Regions from separate parts of the Mus musculus genome. Here region 2 is linked to region 1. A link is a contact called in public Hi-C data. All regions are on one chromosome and are shown on one strand. The core of a region is the stretch at or near the end of the contact, and the rest is flanking DNA. Distances in the headings are between cores, read along the strand shown.

Evidence for each region. Hi-C and Micro-C count contacts between places; a contact is called where the count stands out from the background.
Region 2: a Hi-C map of bone marrow-derived macrophages shows a contact between it and region 1, with 1.9 times the contacts expected there. The contact joins two enhancer-like sites. A contact is called at or near these places in 1 of 484 Hi-C or Micro-C datasets (bone marrow-derived macrophages) and 1 of 115 datasets of contacts at active chromatin or transcription factors (large pre-B cells).

What each region holds. Positions count from the first base shown.
Region 1 is chr4:55,836,480-55,840,538 of GRCm38.p6, reverse strand. No RefSeq gene overlaps it. Among named protein-coding and RNA genes, the nearest start is that of Gm34482, 110 kb to the left of the region's middle. Within about 2 kb of position 1,933, at least 13 of the 459 cell types and tissues checked have an H3K27ac peak or open chromatin away from gene starts, as enhancers often do. A contact at or near this core is called in bone marrow-derived macrophages, where this site is marked.
Region 2 is chr4:56,068,736-56,072,794 of GRCm38.p6, reverse strand. No RefSeq gene overlaps it. Among named protein-coding and RNA genes, the nearest start is that of Gm12519, 70 kb to the right of the region's middle. Within about 2 kb of position 1,919, at least 43 of the 459 cell types and tissues checked have an H3K27ac peak or open chromatin away from gene starts, as enhancers often do. A contact at or near this core is called in bone marrow-derived macrophages, where this site is marked.

The DNA.
Region 1 (4,059 bases), core at 684-3,183:
GGTTGGCTTAATGTAAATCCATCCCCAGGGAGAGTAAAATGAGACAATGTCCCAAGTTTGTCTCAATGTCCTAAATAAGGTCTCAGCTTTCAGATGACAGAGTCAGTAGAGGACAGAGGATAGGTTCTTGAAACAGTATACGTAGTCTTATTGATATCAAATAGGCTAAGAAGGTGCCAGTGAGACAACTTAGCAGGCAGAAGTGCCTCCATACCTCACAAACAAGGAGGAAAACTTGAGCTCAGTCCCCAGTGGCTGACCAGTGAACAAGAACTAAAGCAAATGGATGCAGTAGTATGCAACTGTAATCCTGCAAGAGAGGGTAGCAGTGATGTGAGAAATGCCTGGGTGCTTCAGGGGCTAACTCACCTGGAGGGAATGTAGCATGGTGGGAACAAGACAGATGTTGCCTCCAGAGCGAGGTGGGGGGAGGGGAGAACAAACATCTGAAAATTGTTTCCTGACCCCCACACTTACGGTTACACATGCTAATGTATGCGAGTGTGCGCACATACATACACAAACATACACATACACACATACCCTATGTATACACACATGCAATTACAGTAAATAACAGTTTAAAAAAATAAATGAATAGTCTAATCATGCTTTCACATCACCTGGTGGCTACTGAATAGGGACACTGGTAACTGAATCAGAAGGACGTCAGTGCAAAAGGTCCTGTATAACAGATATACAGAATGTAACTTTGATCTGAAGAGAAGAAAAGAGGTCTTCCTGAGTATGCTGGAATAGCCTCCTAAAACATGGCTATGCAAAATTAGAAGAGACAGAGGACACCCCCAGAAGTCTTGAAATCTGCCCAACATTGTACTATTTGATTGTCAGAGAGGGCTGGGGACAGCAGCCAAGCAGAAAGAAGCCAGTGGAGGTTGAAGCTATAGCTGGCTCCTCATGGGAGTGAACGGTGCTCTCTATGGGGTGGAAGCTGCTGCCTCCTTCCTCTGACTATGGTTAGTACTGATTCTAGAAACTGGTGTGCTAAGGCATGTTACATACAGAGGAATCTTGGAAAGACAGCACACCAAATGTGGTGCAATGCTCATGCTTTGGATCCCCAACCCCTACCAGTCAATATTGCTATCTCTACACAGCATGACACCATGACCATGAAACATCCCTATTGACACCTATTATTCTGGCACAACTGTTAATGGTTAATGGTATTGCTGTCAAATCGGTCCTCATCCTAATTAAGGCATCTTACAGGTGCTGCTTTGTGGCCCACACATTGTTCCCTGGATTTTCCTTCATCAACAACAAATCCTTTCTACAGCACATGCACTAAGGACCAGGTTGTCTGTGTGACCTGTTCTGTTCCCTAGTAGCTAGCCAAGGACTGGCTCAGACTGTGTATGCTGGAAATATTTACTGAATGGGACAAAAACAATTCAACCAGGCAATGCAGCGCCCCTATTGTGGACATCACCTTCTCTTCTTCGCCCTTTTTAAGGTCAGTGAATCCTAGGAGGAGCTGACTGTCCTCAGTGTTCCCATGCTGAGCATGGGTCTTAGACAAAGGCAGGAATATAAGCAGCAAGACTTTCTCTCTGTTGTCATCGAGGTCTACAGATTAGGGCAAGGTCTCCTCTTCCTACTGGGGGAGAAACCCCAGCTGTGTTTCTCATACCATGGAAGAAGTCTGAAGCTTCCTTTACACTGCTTTCTTCCAGTGTGCCTGGAAGCCAATGCCAAGTCCCTGGTTGACTAAAGCACTCTGCTAAGTCTGACGGTTGAGGATCTCACCATTGTTTTCTGCATATGCTCTACACATGTATTCCATCTCCTGGCACTTTATTAGTGACTTTTCTCATTGCTACGACAAAACACTGGACAAGAGCAAAATAAGGAAGAAAGAGGCTGATGCTGACTCATACATTGAGAGCACAGTCCATCATGGCAAGGGAGTCATGGGAGCAGGAGTGTGAGGTGGCTGGTCACATGGTTTCTGCAGTTAATAAGAAGCAGAGATGGATGAATGTTGGTGCTCAGCTAGCTTTCTCCTTTCCCTTTTTAATTCAGTCTGAGACCTCAGCCCATGGAGTGGTGCCATTCACACTGAGGGTGGGCCTTTCCTGCTCTCGTTTCTCTTTAGCTCCCTTAAAGACCAGAAATGTGACTCCTAGGCAATTCTACATCTAGTCAACTTCACAATAAAAAATAGCCATCACCAGCCTACCCCTTGCCAACTTGACACCTGAATGCATCCTATTTGGATCAGCTTCTTCTCAGTCAGTGTGCCTCAGCCTTACTGCCTCTGACTTTTAAACACAGGCAACTGCATCATCTGTCAGAGTCAGTAGGCCAAGGGAGGGTGGGCACAGAATACATACTTCTTACAAGTTCCCAGGTGACATTGATATAGGCTGTCTGGGAACACCATTTGGGAATCCCTGTTCTTGATCCTCCTTGGAAAAGAGCTAGCTCCCCCCCCCCCCCACCGCCCAGAAGCTCAAAGTAACCAACTTCTTTTGGGCTGGATATTGTAATCAACTGGTTCTCTGGGAATTCAGCAGCATTTTTTGGCACCACTCACATGATTCTCAGGCAAAATCAAGGCTTCTCCAAAGCTTATTTTCCCCAAACCCGACTTCCACCATCCCTTCTGCCAATCCCAGCTGTCCTGGTCTGAGCTGTGAGCACCGTTTGCTTCCTCACATTCTCAGGATGTATTTTTTCCACCACCACAGTGAATTCATCTTTATGAGGTGGGAGGTAAGAGCTGGCAAGATCCTAATTTGTGTCACCTCCCAACAGTACCCTTTAAACACTTGCTCAATATTTATTTAGGGAGGTGGTGTGGATAAAAAATGATTTTCTCTTAATATAAATTTTATTCAGGCAGGTTCTTATAATTCAATCCCATGGCCAACAACTGTCCAATGCTCATAAAATATTGATAAAAGGGGAAAACAGGTATTTCCTATTTTCTGTGGTTCTTGAACTTAGTATTCAGTTGCTTTTTTCACAAAAAGCCAATAAACTACTTAAGGGGACTACTAAGAATTTTTAATTTAGATAAGAAAATGAATCATCAAAGTAAAGAATGTTACATCCACACACTCTGGTTCCAGCAGCTCAGCTGACTAATCTTGCCTGAGCATGTCCCTCTAAACTACTTAGAAGAACCAGGCAATTACTTGCAAGGCTTTTAGAAAACAAAACAAAACAAAACAAAACAAAACAAAACAAAACAAAACAAAACAAAACTACCCTACTTCCATTGGAAGGCATTTTGTACTTGAGTGAGAGATCCAGTCTACATTTTTGCAAATTGTATAAAGTGTTATAGGAGGATTTCTATGTAAGACTGCTCCATATTTCCAACTCCCAGAAGTTTCACCCATGGAATGGTGCCCTGGAAGGTGGCCCAGGTGCCATTCTTTCCAGTGCCCTTTGCCTTCCATGTTATTCTTCCCATCACAAGCATTTCTGGAGGTGGACCCTATAAACATCTTTTCTCATCAGAAGAGTTTGCACCTAAAGAAATCAAGAAAGAAAGATTCCATGGTAGAAAAATATCACCAATCAATGCCAGGTCCATTGGAAAATCCAAGGCAGATGAGATGGTAGAGGAAAAAGAGAGGAACATGCCCATTGTTTAGGAGAATGGCAGCCATGTGAGAAAGTAAAGATGAACTAGAAATCTCTTTAGAAGAAGAGAGTGATAAAAGAAGCTGGAGCTTTCTTTCTGGTGTCCTTCTGCGCCAGGAGCAGATTCTGTGCCACAACGCTCTGTACCCAAATACCACCAGGAGAGAGCTAGTCTCGCCAGAAGTGCTGACAAACATGTGAGCACAGATAAAACCACCACTTCTGCTCAAATTCCTGGCCCAAGAGGGATCCACCCAGAGCCATTGGGACACAGGAACCAAGGAACAGCTGTGGACAGGATCCTTCCAGTTTCTATCTGTACCCTAGAGCTGACCCTGTACCACAGCTCTCCTTATCCAAATTCCTCCTGGAGAGAACTGGTCTCCTAGGAGTACTGACACATAGGCTTACAAGAGGGTCAAGCCACAGTCAGAGACAGAA
Region 2 (4,059 bases), core at 670-3,169, 230 kb before region 1:
TGGTGATGGAAATCTGATATGGCTGTCTCTTGAGACACTCTGCCAGACCTGACAAATACAGAGGCAGATGCTCGCTGCCAACCATTGGACTGAGTGAGGGGTGCAGGATGGAAGAGTTGGAGAAGGGATTGAAGGAGCTGAGGGGGTTTGTAGTCACATGGAGGGAGCAACAGTGTCAATAGGCCAGGACCCCTGGAGCTCCCAGGCACTGGACAACCAACCAAAGAGTACACATGGAGGAACTCATGGCACTGTCCATGTATGTGGCAGAGGATGGCCTTGTTGGACATCAGTGAGAGGAGAGGCCCTTGGGCCTGAGAATATTGGATGCCCCAGTGTAGGGGAATGCCAGGGTGGAAAGACAGGAGTGGGTGGGTGGGTGGGGCAGCACCCTCATAGAGGCAGGGGGAGGGAGGATGAGATAAGGTGTTTCCAAACGGAAGACCTGGAAAGGGGAAATGATTTGAAATTTAAATAAAGAAAATATCCCATTTAAAAAAAAAAAAAAGAAGTTTCATTGACTCTTTCATCTTCTCAGGGTTACTTTTTACCATTCTCTCATCCTGCATTCCCACACATCAGCTGTGTTTACAGTCCACCACAGCATTGCCCATGTCTCTGTGCTCTGCAGTGCTCTTCTGTTTCAATACACTTAAATGTACATCTTTACCAGAAAACACCTCCACCTTCAAGCATTAGTTCTTGGATTCCCTGTCTTCTGCTGCTCTCCCTTGTCTCTCCTTTGAGGTGTAAGTGCTCCTTTTGATGTGCTCTCTTAGCTCTCAATGCTGTCTTTATTCAGTTTCTAAACTTTCATTAGGGACAAGGATAAGCACAGTGTCAGAATTCTGTAGAGAGGGAAATATTGAAAGCCAAAATTAAATTATCAAGATGAAAAGATAAAACAAGAATTTATGGCCTCAAGATGCCACTAGCCGTGTTTAAAATGAATGTCTGCAGAAACACCCAAAGCCAATGTCGTACTTAAAACTAAGAGCAAAAATTCAATCCAAGGGAGGGTCACAGATAGGTAGAAAACAGATACCCTGGAACATGAACAAAGGGCTAATAAAATCCTAGTGGATTCTTTAGGAAACACAAACTGAGCTCCATTCAGAGATGTGTGGCTCTCCAAGGTGAAACTACATTTTTTAGTTGTTAGTTTAAAAAGTACCAAGCCTCAATCATTGTGGGTCCCAGTAGCCAGGAAGATCATCAGATGAGTTGAGGATGGAACCCCTTGTCTTCTCTAGACATGTCATCCTTGAAATCTGCAACTTTGACAAGCATGTGTAATTTTTCAGCAAATTATGTGGAGATAATAATAACATTATCTAGGTCTTTTCTTCAAACTGATCCATATTTATTCATACTTAAGCTCATGGATTCAGGAAAATTTGTAAACTCCGATCCACTAATCATAATGTGGAACCTATGGGTCATCCTGCTTTAATGATAGCATCCCCTGTTTACATGGAGATTTTACATTATAAGAACAACAGCTGGGACCCTCAGTGTATTTATAAATGCTTTCCATGTGTCATCTTACTTAATCTTTTTATTAATTGTACGGCTAAGCTCTATTTACATCTCACAAATCATAAAACCAAGACAGAGAAGACCAGAGCTCACCCCAAACCATGAGGCACAAGCGTTCGGAATCAGCCACAGCAAGCACAAGCTGTAATCTGTCAGTTGACTCTCTCAACCTCTCAAGAATAAAGAGAGTGATGATTCTGTGAAGAGGGAACTGTTCTGGGACTAAGTTATTTTCCACCCAAGACAATGATGAGAGCATCACTGAGACTGTTTGGAAAGCTTTGAAACAAGTTCCCCAACTTCAGTTGCTGTTGGGCTTGATGTAGCCCATTCCAGGAAATCCAAAGGCTGAGACAGCAAGAGCTCTGGGCCAGAGCCAGCAGAATGTGTTTGCTTTGACATCCATCTGCTCTCCCCAGTTACTAGAACAGCAACTTCCTATTTACTATGGCTTAGTTGTGGTTCTGTGACTGCGTGGGAGGAGACAGCCTCTGCGTGTGTACGAGGGAGGGTGTTAGATGTGGTAAGTAGAATAGGTCTATTAACCTATTTAGTGGTATCATCTTGAGATGGTGAAGGAAACTAGTGGTAGATGGAGAGGCAAGGGTTGTTGGACTCCTATGACTGTGGGAAGAGCTGAGAGGGACCAGCCAATATAATGCTATATTCATCTGAATCCAAAGACTCCAGGTTGGAGGGGTGTAGAAGCAACCTCCAAAGAACTCAAAAGGAAAAAGCTTGGCTCTAAGCATTTGCATCATCTAGAGAGCATACAGCCAACTTCTGATGTAGTGTACTTTTCACATGTGTCTTGTTTTCTCTCCTCCTTCATCCTCTTCATCCAGAGACCACAGGTGGATCCAAACCAACAGGGGACTGACAGTAAGAACTCAGATGAAAGTCAGATGGGGAAACGCAATTCAGAGAGAAGGAAACTGAACCATGTCCTTCATTCCACAGAAGGCTCCAGAGCAAAGCCACCCAGGACAGAGGAAGGGGAAGGCTGAACTAGAACCCAAATTCAGCATTGTGATCCACTGGCGGAAGTGAACTCATTCAGATGTCAGAGTTGAGACTGTGATTCCAAACCATAGAAACCAGTGCACTGTGCCCTACCAGGAAGTGAGCAGGAAGGGTCCACTGAGGTGGAAGAAAATCCTGTCTAACTACTGTCATTCAACTTGGGCCATTCTGTTTCTTTACATACTTATCATTTTCTTTATAGTTTTCCTCCTTCCTTAATGATGGCTGTGGGAAGGAACCTAAAGCCCTCTGAATGTTTCTCCTGCTGTTTTCAGTCCCATTTTTCTCCATCAACTTTGCCCCATACCTTGTATCTTTTACGTATTGCATTCATTAATATTAAAATGACTTCCTCATTGTTTTTTATATTTTACTTGCATAGCCTATTACCAATATCCATTGTTTCCTGAGAATGTTGACTTACATTTTAAATTCCTGTCTCATTTATAATTCTGCTTTGTATAAGTATTGACTTTCTTTTACACTAGTTAATTCCCCACTCCTTATTTGGGTGTGAAGATTCATGTTACCCAAGATAATCATGCCTGAACCCATAAAACTATTTTAAGGGAGATCTGGAGACCCAGTCCCTACTGAGCATCTGCCTTGGTGTGACAAGGCCTGAAGTGGCTGTTCTCCAGAGCAGGGTGCCCTTCCTCATTGCTTCTAGGACACAAAGCACCTCCTTCTAGCAAGGATCTCCTTTAGGTTCTTTGAGAACCCATATAAAGGACAGGTTCAACAGAAGAGAATTGGGAAGGACAGCTGGCTGCTACAACCCAGTTTTCATCCCCCTCTTCCCTAAGTCAGTCCTTCCACACTGTCCCTTGGCTCTGACACATCACATTCTTTAAGGATTCTCAGAGCTTGTTCAGTTGTCATGGAAGAGTTGCAATACTGGGAGACCTCCCCTTCACTTAAGAGAGGAAGAGGGCAAGCTTCCAAAGAAAGGGCACAGACTCAGAAGGATGCGTGGGCAGAGTACCTTTAGGTGAGTTTTGCAAAGTAAGTGAGTGGTGAGTGGTAACCAGAGACTTAGGAATGGGTTCTAACCGCAGAAGGCAGTTCCTTATGGGCAAACAGTTGGAAAGTTAATTAATAGCTTAGAAATCAGTACACTATGGTTACTTTTGCTGTTAGACTTTGGTCACATCGCTCACCTCTCTGAGTCATGGTGTCCTCATCCATCAGATGGGGATAAGGCTTGCCCCTCCAGTGCCACTTCAGTAGGTTGCAGGTGAAAGCTATGACAACAATGAGCCAGAATTCAGCAGAGGCCGGCTATGATGGTACAGGCATTGTAATTTCCCTGGCCTAGCCTAGCATCCGAGACATTCATGGTCTTGTCCCTTTTCTCCTGCAGTTAGGTGGCTGAGTGGTGGTCTCTCTTTACATGGCAACATCAAACTCTCATCATGGCTCATGTACATAGAAGGCCCAGTTCTGTCACGATGGACTCCTGGGGCTTAGTGTTGGTTTTGTATGCATACCTTGCTG